Linked DNA regions of Danio rerio: region 1 is linked to region 2. A link is a contact called in public Micro-C data. All regions are on one chromosome and are shown on one strand. The core of a region is the stretch at or near the end of the contact, and the rest is flanking DNA. Distances in the headings are between cores, read along the strand shown. Region 1 holds the start of atxn2l (ataxin 2-like). Region 2 holds the start of sh2b1 (SH2B adaptor protein 1).

Region 1 (5,097 bases), core at 410-2,909, 34 kb after region 2:
TTTTCGTTTGTTTAAATATGCCTTTATTTTTGTTTACTATACGAACACAAACACTTTTTTTTTTTCTTTTCCAAGATCTGTTTCTTAATATTTTGTGCCTTTTTATATCTCTCTTCTGATCTCACTGCTGTCTCCTTTGCTTTCGGTGTCCAACAGATTTCAGGAAAAAAGGATAAAAAAAACAGCCCCTTTCTTCTTGTGCCTTTTCGTGTTGTTCTCCGTCATTCCCTCTTGTTTTTGTGCCAGTCATTCTTTGATTTCGTGCCTCGATCTGTCCTCTCATGCTTTATTGATCCCCTACAGGTCATTCGCTATCAGTTGTTCTCCACACTTTTACCTTTTATTTAAACCTCTTATTGTGCCTTCTCTCTCTTTTCTCTTCTCTTCTCTTCTCTCTCTCTCTCTCTCTCTCTCTCTGTCTGTCTGTGCTGGGACCGTGTGTTAAGGTGGACACTCTTGCCCACTCTGTGTAATTAGAGTTTCAGGTACTACATTGAATTTAATGATGATGACGATGATGATGATGATAATAATATGATATAATATAATTATACTGAAACAATATGTCTTGAGTTGTGTTTAATTATGACTGGATGGATGGATGGATATAATTTTATTTTCATAAGCATAGAAAGATGGATGGAATGTTTAGATAGATAGTGGGAGAGAGAGAAACAGAGAGAGATTTTTTCAACGTAAACATTGATATTTCGAATATAGTTTATGTAAACATTTGTTAGAATGTTTTATAGTAGATTGATAGAATTTTATTTGTAGATAGATAGATAGATAGATAGATAGATAGATAGATAGATAGATAGATAGATAGATAGATAGATAGATAGATAGATAGAATTTTATGTAAGCATAGATATATCAATGAATGTAAGCATAGATGAAAAGTTCTATAGATGGAGGGATAGATGGATGATTTTATTAACAAAATCATAGATGGATAGTTTATGTAAGCATAGATGGATGGATGGATGGATGGATGGATAGATAGATAGATAGATAGATAGATAGATAGATAGATAGATAGATAGTTTCTATGATAGAATTTTATTTATGTAAGCATAGACATATCAATGAATATAGATGGATGGATGGATGATAGAATTTTATTTAATAAATCAGATATATAGACGGATAGTTTAATCATAGATGGAATGTTCTTTAGATGAATAGTTTTATTAACGTGAACATGGATGAATATAATTTTATTTAGGTAAGCATGGATAGAGAAAACTTTATTTACAAAAGCATAGATATATCAATGAATAGATATAATTTATAACGTAGATGGATTGTTCTTTAGAAGGACTGACACGTGATAGATAGATAGATAGATAGATAGATAGATAGATAGATAGATAGATAGATAGATAGATAGATAGATAGATAGATAGATAGATAGATAGATAGATAGATAGATAGATCGATCTTTACGTAAGCACGATTCTTTTCGCAAAGCATGTTGTACGTGTGGCTGCCGACGTGATACGGGCCTTGTACGCTATTGCGTCATCACGCGACGTATGACAGTGTCGTCCAATGACAGTCGAAGGTTTTTGAAAAAACAGCCATCGCGTTCATCGCTGGCTAATTCGCGAGACGTGGTGCCGGTAATATTTAATAGAAAAAATAAGGCTTGTTGCCTTTTCGTGTTGCGTTCGCGACGGAATATCGGACCGAACTGGACTTCGCGCTTTAACGGAGATCGCGCTCGTGCGGACCTGAAATCGCCGCGGAAAAACTACAAAAATAACACCGCAGGCAGGCTAGTCCACATACTAGCTTGTCATAGGCAACAAGGGGAATTTAGCGGGCAACTCAGTTAGCGGCTAGTTATGTCTTTTCGCCGACAGAACGTGAGTAGCACATCTACAAATTGCAGTCATTTTTGAACATAAATCGTATCAGTTGAAAATATGAAAGCGTGTATGCTTCAAATGTTGTCGCCCTCCCTTTAGCTTCCACTTTCGCATTACGGTAACATGCTAGTAAACCACCTAGCCATCGCTGCTCGGCTGGACTTTTTAATATACGTGAATGTGTTTAATACTTGTTTTATGTCAGCATTTGAGAATGGTTGTGCTTTCTAACAGCAACCTGGACCCGGTGGCCGCAAAACATCCAATGGAACTTCAGGGTCAATGGCTTCATCCGTTCCGGGGAGCAACTCTAACAGACCCAACCCGGGGAGGTAAAGCACATGTCGGGCTGGCCCGCGCAGAAAGTCCGCGGCTTGTCATTTTAACACGAGGCCTACCGGTCAAAGTGGGCGTGTTCCTAGCGCATTCCTAATCTATTTCCACGAGCGCCAATAATTTCGAGGCTCGTTTAATTGGCGTGAGCAACAGCCAATCGCCGTGCAGAGAGTTTGATTGGCAGATTTGCAGGCCAATGATGGAGAGAATTGTCGTCGACAATTCATGCCCACCCAGCGAGAGTGTTTTCAACCAATAGGATTTAGGTTATAACAGATTGGCATGTTTTGTAGCCTATAAGTGGTATCGAAGGCGGGTCGTGGGAAGGGATCAGCAGTGTTTTGTTGTTGTTTTCGATCCCATATGATTCAGTATTGTGTTCGACTTTCAACTTGAGCCATTTTAGACAGACGCCTTCCAAGAGGAGCCGGGATGCATGTGACAAAAAAGTAGAAACACTCGTTTGTAATTAGCGGTTTGGTTTATTGTAGCGACGGGCACGGAATGTGTACATTTGCGCATGTTAATGTCAAGCTGTTTGTCTTGTCCTGTCTGCGGCACGGCGTTTGCTTGTGTTGCTAACCCGCTTTGCGGTCTGACGTAAATAAAACACGCGCTTGACTGCTATTGTTTACACATTTGCATTAATACATCATATTTTGTCCTGATACGCAACGGGGTTCAACCCGACCGTCATTTTGTTACTCGTGTGTGGTTGTCCTTTTGTTTTCGACTCGCTCAGCGGTGTTGTAATTGTTGTTCATACATGTAACAGAGGAGCAATACCTGCAACACCGGTCTGTGTTTCACGTCTCTCTCAATATACGACACATTTGGGGGATTTCGTAAACATTTATTAGTTTATAAGTAAAATTAGTGTTTAATGTCTACATTTCTGATTGTTTTTTTCTGATAGTTTCCATGTTTTAGTAACCATTGAAATCATTGATTTGTTACAATACACATATGTATGTTTTAAAGATTAATATGTTAATGTTGTGGTATTGGTTTGACTTTTTTTCCCTTTTAGAAACAGAAACTCCGTGAAGACTCCTTCACAGTCACCACCTGTACGTAATTTCCTTTGTGTATCTTGCATTTTCAAATATTTAAATATTTCGACCACTAAAATAACTTGTTATATTTGTAGGTGTTTGAAGGTGTGTACAACAACTCCCGGATGCTCCATTTTCTCACAGCCGTCGTGGTGAGTTTTTGTATAAAAATATAAATTATATATTTGATAGACAACACACTACTTGACAAAAGTCTTGTCGTCTATCTCAGTTGTACGAGCGTCGAGTAATAACTTGACTTCTTGTTGATCATTTGGAAAAGTGGCAGAAGGTAGATTTTTCCAATGAATTATCTGTTGAACTGCATCCCAATCATCACAGGCACTGCAGAATACATATTGGAACCTGCATGGGCAGTTTGGTGAACAAAAAAAAATCATGGTTTGGGGTTACATTCAGTATGGGGGTGTGCGAGAGATCTGCAGAGTGGATGGCAACATCAACAGCTTGAGGTATCAAGACTTTTGTGCTGCCCATTACATTACAAACCACAGGAGAGGGCAAATTCTTCAGCAGCATAGCGCTTATTCTCATACTTTAGCCTCCACATCAAAGTTCCTGAAAGCAAAGAAGGTCAAGGTGCTCCTGAGTTTGGCCTGCCCAGTGACAAGATATGAACATTATTGAGCATGTCTAGGGTCAAATGAAGGAGGAGGCACTGAAGATGAATCCAAAATATCTTGATGAACTCTGGGAGTCCTGCAAGAACACTTTCTTTGCCATTCCAGATGACATTTAATAAATGATTTGAGTCATTGCAGAGATGTATGGATGCAGTCCTCCAATGCAATCCTTTTCCACTGAAACATAACTATTCTATACTGTACATTATTCAAGTCGAGTGACAAGACATTTGTCTAAGCAAAGTCAGACTGTACTGTCCTAATTAAATAATTAAAAATCAAGGCATGATCATATTTTATTTGGGTAAAATAAGCGTAATCTAGAGGCCTTTGCCTTCATATAAGCCACTTCTGATTCCAAATGATCGAGAGGTCAAGTTATTATTATTTGTTTTTTCTAAAACTTGGATAGGCAATAACACATTTGTCAGGCAAGTTGTCAAAAGTTGTCAACTTTTTTAAAATTTTTATTATTACTTTTACTTTAAGGCCCCTATTCTTCATAAAATAGATGTCAAACTTGCCATCAAACTTGTTGGGCAGAATTTGTAAGAGTAGGAAACCCACATTCAGTGTTTTTATTCAGTGCAATCTTGTTTTTGTGTGTGCTTTGGAATGTTTTAACTTGATGCAAAAATGTGCAAATGCTCATATGTATGATTTTTTTCCCCTCAGGGCTCCAGATGCGATGTTATGGTGAAGAACGGCAGCTTGTATGAGGGAATCTTTAAGACGTTAAGCTCACGTGTAAGTCTGTCCTATCAAATTTGGAAACATCAACCTGTATTGCAAATGCAATCTCAAGTGCAAAATACATCATGAGCAAGATTTTTATAAATTTTACCTTTGGCTGAAATGTTTTTGTGGCCTGACAGATTTGACCAATAAAATGCACACCTGATACCCAAACTGGGCTGAGGTGCAGGCCACAAAAACAATAAAAAGTGGATGCCCTCACAATGTTAAGCCTGATTTATAGTTTTGCCTGGCACCGCGTTGCAGACCTCCACTGACTGCAATCGCACCTCACGAAATGGACGAGGCTTTTAAACTTGATGCATTTGTTGTTGTGTTATTTTTTTTAATATGACAGAGAGTGGTCAAAAGAAACCCACCGTGAAATCAGATGGATAAATAGAAGTAGAAAGTTTCCAGAACTACGTCATATCATTAATATTACCAAATTTT
Region 2 (5,250 bases), core at 2,110-4,609:
GTAAGTATATCAAAACTTAATGTTTGATTAGTAATATACTGTGTGTGTGTGTGTGTGTGTGTGTGTGTGTGTATATATATATATATATATATATATATATATATATATATATATATATATATATATATATTTTTTTTTTAATATATATATTATATATATATATATATATATATATATATATATATATATATATATATATATTGCTTAACACTTCTTTTAGAAAGCTAAAGGGGATTTTTGTCAATGTTTAATTATTTTAACACTCATATTATACTGTGAATAAATCCAAACTTAATGTTTGATTAGTAATATACGTTGACAAGCAATTAATTTAGACAGCTAAAGGCAAATTACTCATAATAAACTGTAAATATATCAAAACTCAATGCTTTGATTAGTAATATATTGCTAAGCACTTCATTTAGACTCCAGTGCAATTTTCCCAATATTTAAATTATTTTAACCATCATATTATACTGTAAACATATCAAAACTTAATTTTTGATTAGTAATATACTTGCTAAGCACTTCGTTTAGACATTTAAAGGCACATTTTCTTAAAATTTACATTTTTTTGGTCTAAATAGTTGTAGCTTGGCCAAATCTGGAACCATACATCAAAGAAAAGCTTATGTATTCAGCTCTCATATAGTCTAATAATCCCAATTTCCAAAAATATGAAGTCCATTTTGTAGTGCATGATCCCATTTATCATATCCTCATCTCTTACTGAAATAATCAAGCAGCTATCTGAAGTTCAATGTGTTACAACCTCTATATATGACTCAACCATGAGTCTGAGCAATGTCCCTGCTTTACTTTTTCATACAACTGTCCAATGTGGCTCCTCCTAAATTTGCACATCCCTCTCCCTCAGTGTTTTTTCCCATTGAAAATCCCCCTTCTCCAACACTCCCTGTCCCCCCAACCTACACCCTCTCCCACTATATCGCGAGAGACTGGTTGGGACAGCAGGCAGAGAAATATTCATATACCTGCAACAAGAGCAGTCGCAAAGCCCTTATAAATAAATAGATACGATACGATTCATCAATAAGTTTAGCATCAACAGGGGACAGCTAGACGAAGAGGAATGAATATTATTGTAAACATTGGCAGACACACTGCCTGCCTAGCAATACAGCCAGCTAGCTGACCAGCAGCTCAAACTTGATAATTTAATAGCAGTGCTGTGTTATCTTGTTAGCACCAGGCTAGCTCAAAAATACGTTTGCACGGAAACCTTTTTGGATTTCACTAAGGCCAACGAACAAATCGCGTCATATGTGCACAAAAGGTGAGTTAATGCGACATTGTTTTCCCCGTTGCGAAAAGATCGTTAGCATAACTAGCCAGTGTTTTCATGCGCTAAAGTTAGCAGGCTAGCCCGAGTTAGCTCGGTGTGTTGACATTATCAGCGTGAGAGCGTGTTTTGACAATTAAACTTATGTCAGACAGCTAGCCTAGTGAAGTGTGTTTAGCATTGTGTGATTTTTCTATTAAACCTCTATTAGTTGTAAATACCACCGACTGGCATTTAAGCGTGGTGTGTTTTCTTTACAGCGAACAACTGCGCCGGCCTCGAGTTACACCGTGGCCTGAAAATGGTGAGTTATCGCAGGGGCTCGTGAGCATCATTTCTGCATCATGTAAATAGTCTTAACAGTTTTCAATTCGGGGTTTAGGTTTGAATTCGTCTTTAAATGTTCACAGATGCTCCGTTTGTTGGCTGTAGGTGGTTCTGTAATAAAAATAAATGAGATATTAGCGCTCAGCACGTTCTTCGGATATCAGGTGGAGGATTGAGGCTCACAGCTCGAAAGCAAAACAACGCATCCTTCTACTTCCTTCAGGCATGACACATAGCTTGTAAATGTCACATTTTCGTAGCTGGAAGATCATCCAAAGTTTGTGCTCAGGTTGATAATAGTCAGAGTTGATCAAATGCCTTTTAGAGATTGTAAAATGTCCTTAATTTTCAAACCCTCATACTATGCTGTAAACATATAGGAAACTTTTGTTACATGTAAAAAAAACAAAATGCAGGCAAAACGTCACATTTAACAGCATGTATGTTATTTTTAATTTTAAATATGCATTGGAAATGAAAATATAGTTGTTTAGAGAAAAAAATATATATTTCTCGCTTTCATGATGTTTGCAACCCTACATGATTTTTTTTAGAGATGTCCTGATCAGGTTTTTTTTGTCCTCAAGTCTGTCATTTGATTTTGAGTATCTACCGATACCCGAGCAGATACTTCAATAATACATACAAAAAGAGAAAAGAAGAGCGAAAAAACAGATCCAGGATATTTCTTATGTTTTATTTAATTCACCTTATTTTAACATTCAACAACTCTGTTAACAAACAGAGCACTTCTGTGAAATAGCTTGAACAATTAGGTAATAAATAGTATTAAATCTTCACTTTTGGACTTCAGTGCAACAGTAATTATAATTTAAAAATCTAATATAAAAACAAATAGCACCTCAACTTAAAATACCCGACAGGCAATCCCAAGTTTACATACGTCACAGTTTGCTATGGCAATGTTGTCATCATCAACTTTATAATACCTCCAGATCGCAGACATACTCACTCTTTCCGCTTCATGCTGCTTTTGTGTTCTTTGCCGTCATTTGACCATTCATTTGTCATTTAACCAATAGCCTCTTTGCAACAAAGTGATGTGTTAAAAAATAATTATATATATATATATATATATATATATATATATATATATATTCCAGTCCTGGTCGGGAGGTTGTGTCTGATTCTGATCAGAGTCTGAACTTGTGTGATCAGGCCCAATTTCCTATCACGTGATCGTATCTGGACATCCTTAATTTTTATGTTGTATTGTGGAGCACAAACGGCAAAAAGCCTGTGTCTATATCCACATTCATTGCGTCTTTTTTTCACACTAGGAAAGTTGTCATCTATCTCCTCAAAAAGATTTGTAACATCATTAGAATGAGTAAAATGTCAGAATAAAAAAATGGGTGACCTAGCTATGATATTGTGTTTAAGAAAATAAAAATATTTGCTTTGAAATAGTTTGTTTCATTTAGATGGTATAGTTATTATTTTTAGATAAAAATGATGGCAATGTTATATCAGTTTTTAAAATCCATATCTAAAAATTTCTCTTTACTTCTTTTTTAGGTCACAAATCCCAAGCGTAGGATCCTCTCCGAACCGTAAACCAGAGACCACCTGAAAACTACCATCATCAGCTTAGCCTGCTGCTCCTGACATCTTTTAGTTTTGCTCCTACATACACACATTATTGTGTATAGAATGTGAAGTACTTTAGACGAATACAGAGCCAAGTCTTTTTCTTTAAATGGGGGAAGACGATTCCTGGCCATTTTTATCAGGCCACATATTTTTGGTCAGGTTTTCAGAATTGGAGTCTATCATAAAACCGTAGCCTGATGAACAGATTGCGTGCCCCCCATACACACCTAATCGCAGCCATCCTGACGTCTTTGATGATCGGTTGGTCTGAGATTGATTAGTCAGTCATGAACGGCTCCTTATTAACTCCACCGAGTCCACGGGCTGCGGCTAATTCATCTCCCCTTCCGCCATCCCCTTCTCCATCGCCCTCTCCTCCGTCTCCATCGCTGTTGCCCTTGTCCACCAGACCTCCGCCTTTGCCTCCTCCGACTCCTGTAGGTCAACCCTTGTCTTCGTTATCCGACACACCCACACCATCGCCATCTCCCTGCCTCAGCTGGACCGAGTTCTGTGAGCTCCATGCCCGGGTAGCCGCCGGGGATTTTGCTCGACATTTCCGGGCCTTCCTTCAGGAGAACCCAAATTACTCCCCTGATTCGGCAGCTCTTTTTTGCCGTCGCTTTACAGACAGATTTGTTCGGCATTTTGAGAGCGAGCTTGAAGTAACTGGTATCAGTAGGGAAGGTACGGTGAATTGGGTCGCCCAATCGGATGTTACCTCGTTAGAGGAGGATGCAGCATCTCCGTCTTTGCTAACGGCGGAATCCGCAGCAGCCTCATGCCCACCTATTCACACACGGGCCACTCCCAAACCTATCCTGACCCAGGAAAGCCGTGGTACAGAACGATTCCAGAACTCTGGAGGCTTTCAGGACTCGTACGCTCACGCGCAGATTCTCCCACCGTCCTCCTCGTCGTCTTGCTCGTCCTCTATGGGTGGAAATAACGGGCGCAGAGAGGAGAGGGGAATGGCCCTCAAACACAATCCTTCAGGATATAAAGACCTAGAGGAAGAGGAAGATAGCTGGGCAGGACCTGTAACTCTGGAGGAGGTAGAGACCGACATCATAGGTAGGGACAATGAGGGCGAGGATTTAGAAAGAGCCGACCTCACCCTCAATCCCTCCAGTGCACCAGCAAACTCGAAAGGCAACGGGACGCCTATTGGAGGTCACTCCAAGAACAAGTTAAAGAAGCGTTTCTCTTTGCGCAGTGTGGGACGGAGTGTCAGGGGTAGTGTGAGGGGCATCTTGCATTGGCGCAGCTCCTCCAGCGACTCCCCGCAGAACTGCAGCAACTCCAGCCCTCTTCCCTCCAGCTACAGCTACACTACTGGCCTGCAGGATGGCAAGAGGAACTCCGGCTCGCAAGGGGTTCCCTCTTCTCTCCCGGTGTCTCTCTCTCTTCCCCTTTCCCTTCCTCACTCCTCGTCCTCTTCACTGCCCCCTTCATCCTCCAGCAGCGCCACTTCTCTTTCGCTCTCTGAGGCCCGCGACTGGCGAAGGAGCAACGGAGATGGCGAGAAGGAGAAATGGAGTCACCGGTTGGAAAAACTACGACTGTCTCGCTCTCCTCCGCCAAATCTGTCCAGCGCAGCTCCTCCATCTTCGGTTTTATCCCCTTCATCGCTCCCACCAAGCAGCATCAACGCCTCCAGGAAGATGGGCAGGCTGGTGCGGGAGGGAGGAGTGACCGTGTGCTCATCTTCGGATGAGTTCGCCAGCACTCACGGGTTCCCAGGCTTTTCCTTTGGACTGCTGCATCACGGCGCAGACAGCTCTGTGTCTGGACATCCCACAGCCATAGGTGGCGCTGTGGGTGGACGGGGTACGCGTTGGCACAAGTGCCGTCTAGTTCTGAAAGAACGAGATAAGGATGGAGGGGATGGAGGGTTGGAATATTTCCTGGAGTTTTACATCCCGCCGAAGGTTGGTGAAACTTTTTGGCCTCTACATGTAAAATATATACATTTAACCACTTAAACTCTGCGTGCCCGGTACAAG

Evidence for each region. Hi-C and Micro-C count contacts between places; a contact is called where the count stands out from the background.
Region 1: a Micro-C map of caudal fin shows a contact between it and region 2, with 2.0 times the contacts expected there. The contact joins the promoter of atxn2l here to the promoter of sh2b1 in region 2. A contact is called at or near these places in 2 of 18 Hi-C or Micro-C datasets (caudal fin and hematopoietic stem cells).

What each region holds. Positions count from the first base shown.
Region 1 is chr3:14,049,298-14,054,394 of GRCz12tu, forward strand. atxn2l (ataxin 2-like) reads left to right here and starts at 1,660. Exons shown (of 24, transcript NM_212684.2): 1 at 1,660-1,871; 2 at 2,109-2,206; 3 at 3,241-3,280; 4 at 3,361-3,417; 5 at 4,585-4,656. The coding sequence starts at 1,851. The region is part of intron 1 of LOC137490042 (a long non-coding RNA gene); the gene reads right to left. It also overlaps a transcript of sh2b1 not described here.
Region 2 is chr3:14,013,918-14,019,167 of GRCz12tu, forward strand. sh2b1 (SH2B adaptor protein 1) reads left to right here and starts at 3,360. Exons shown (of 8, transcript NM_001110455.1): 1 at 3,360-5,175. The coding sequence starts at 3,532. The region is part of intron 1 of LOC137490042 (a long non-coding RNA gene); the gene reads right to left.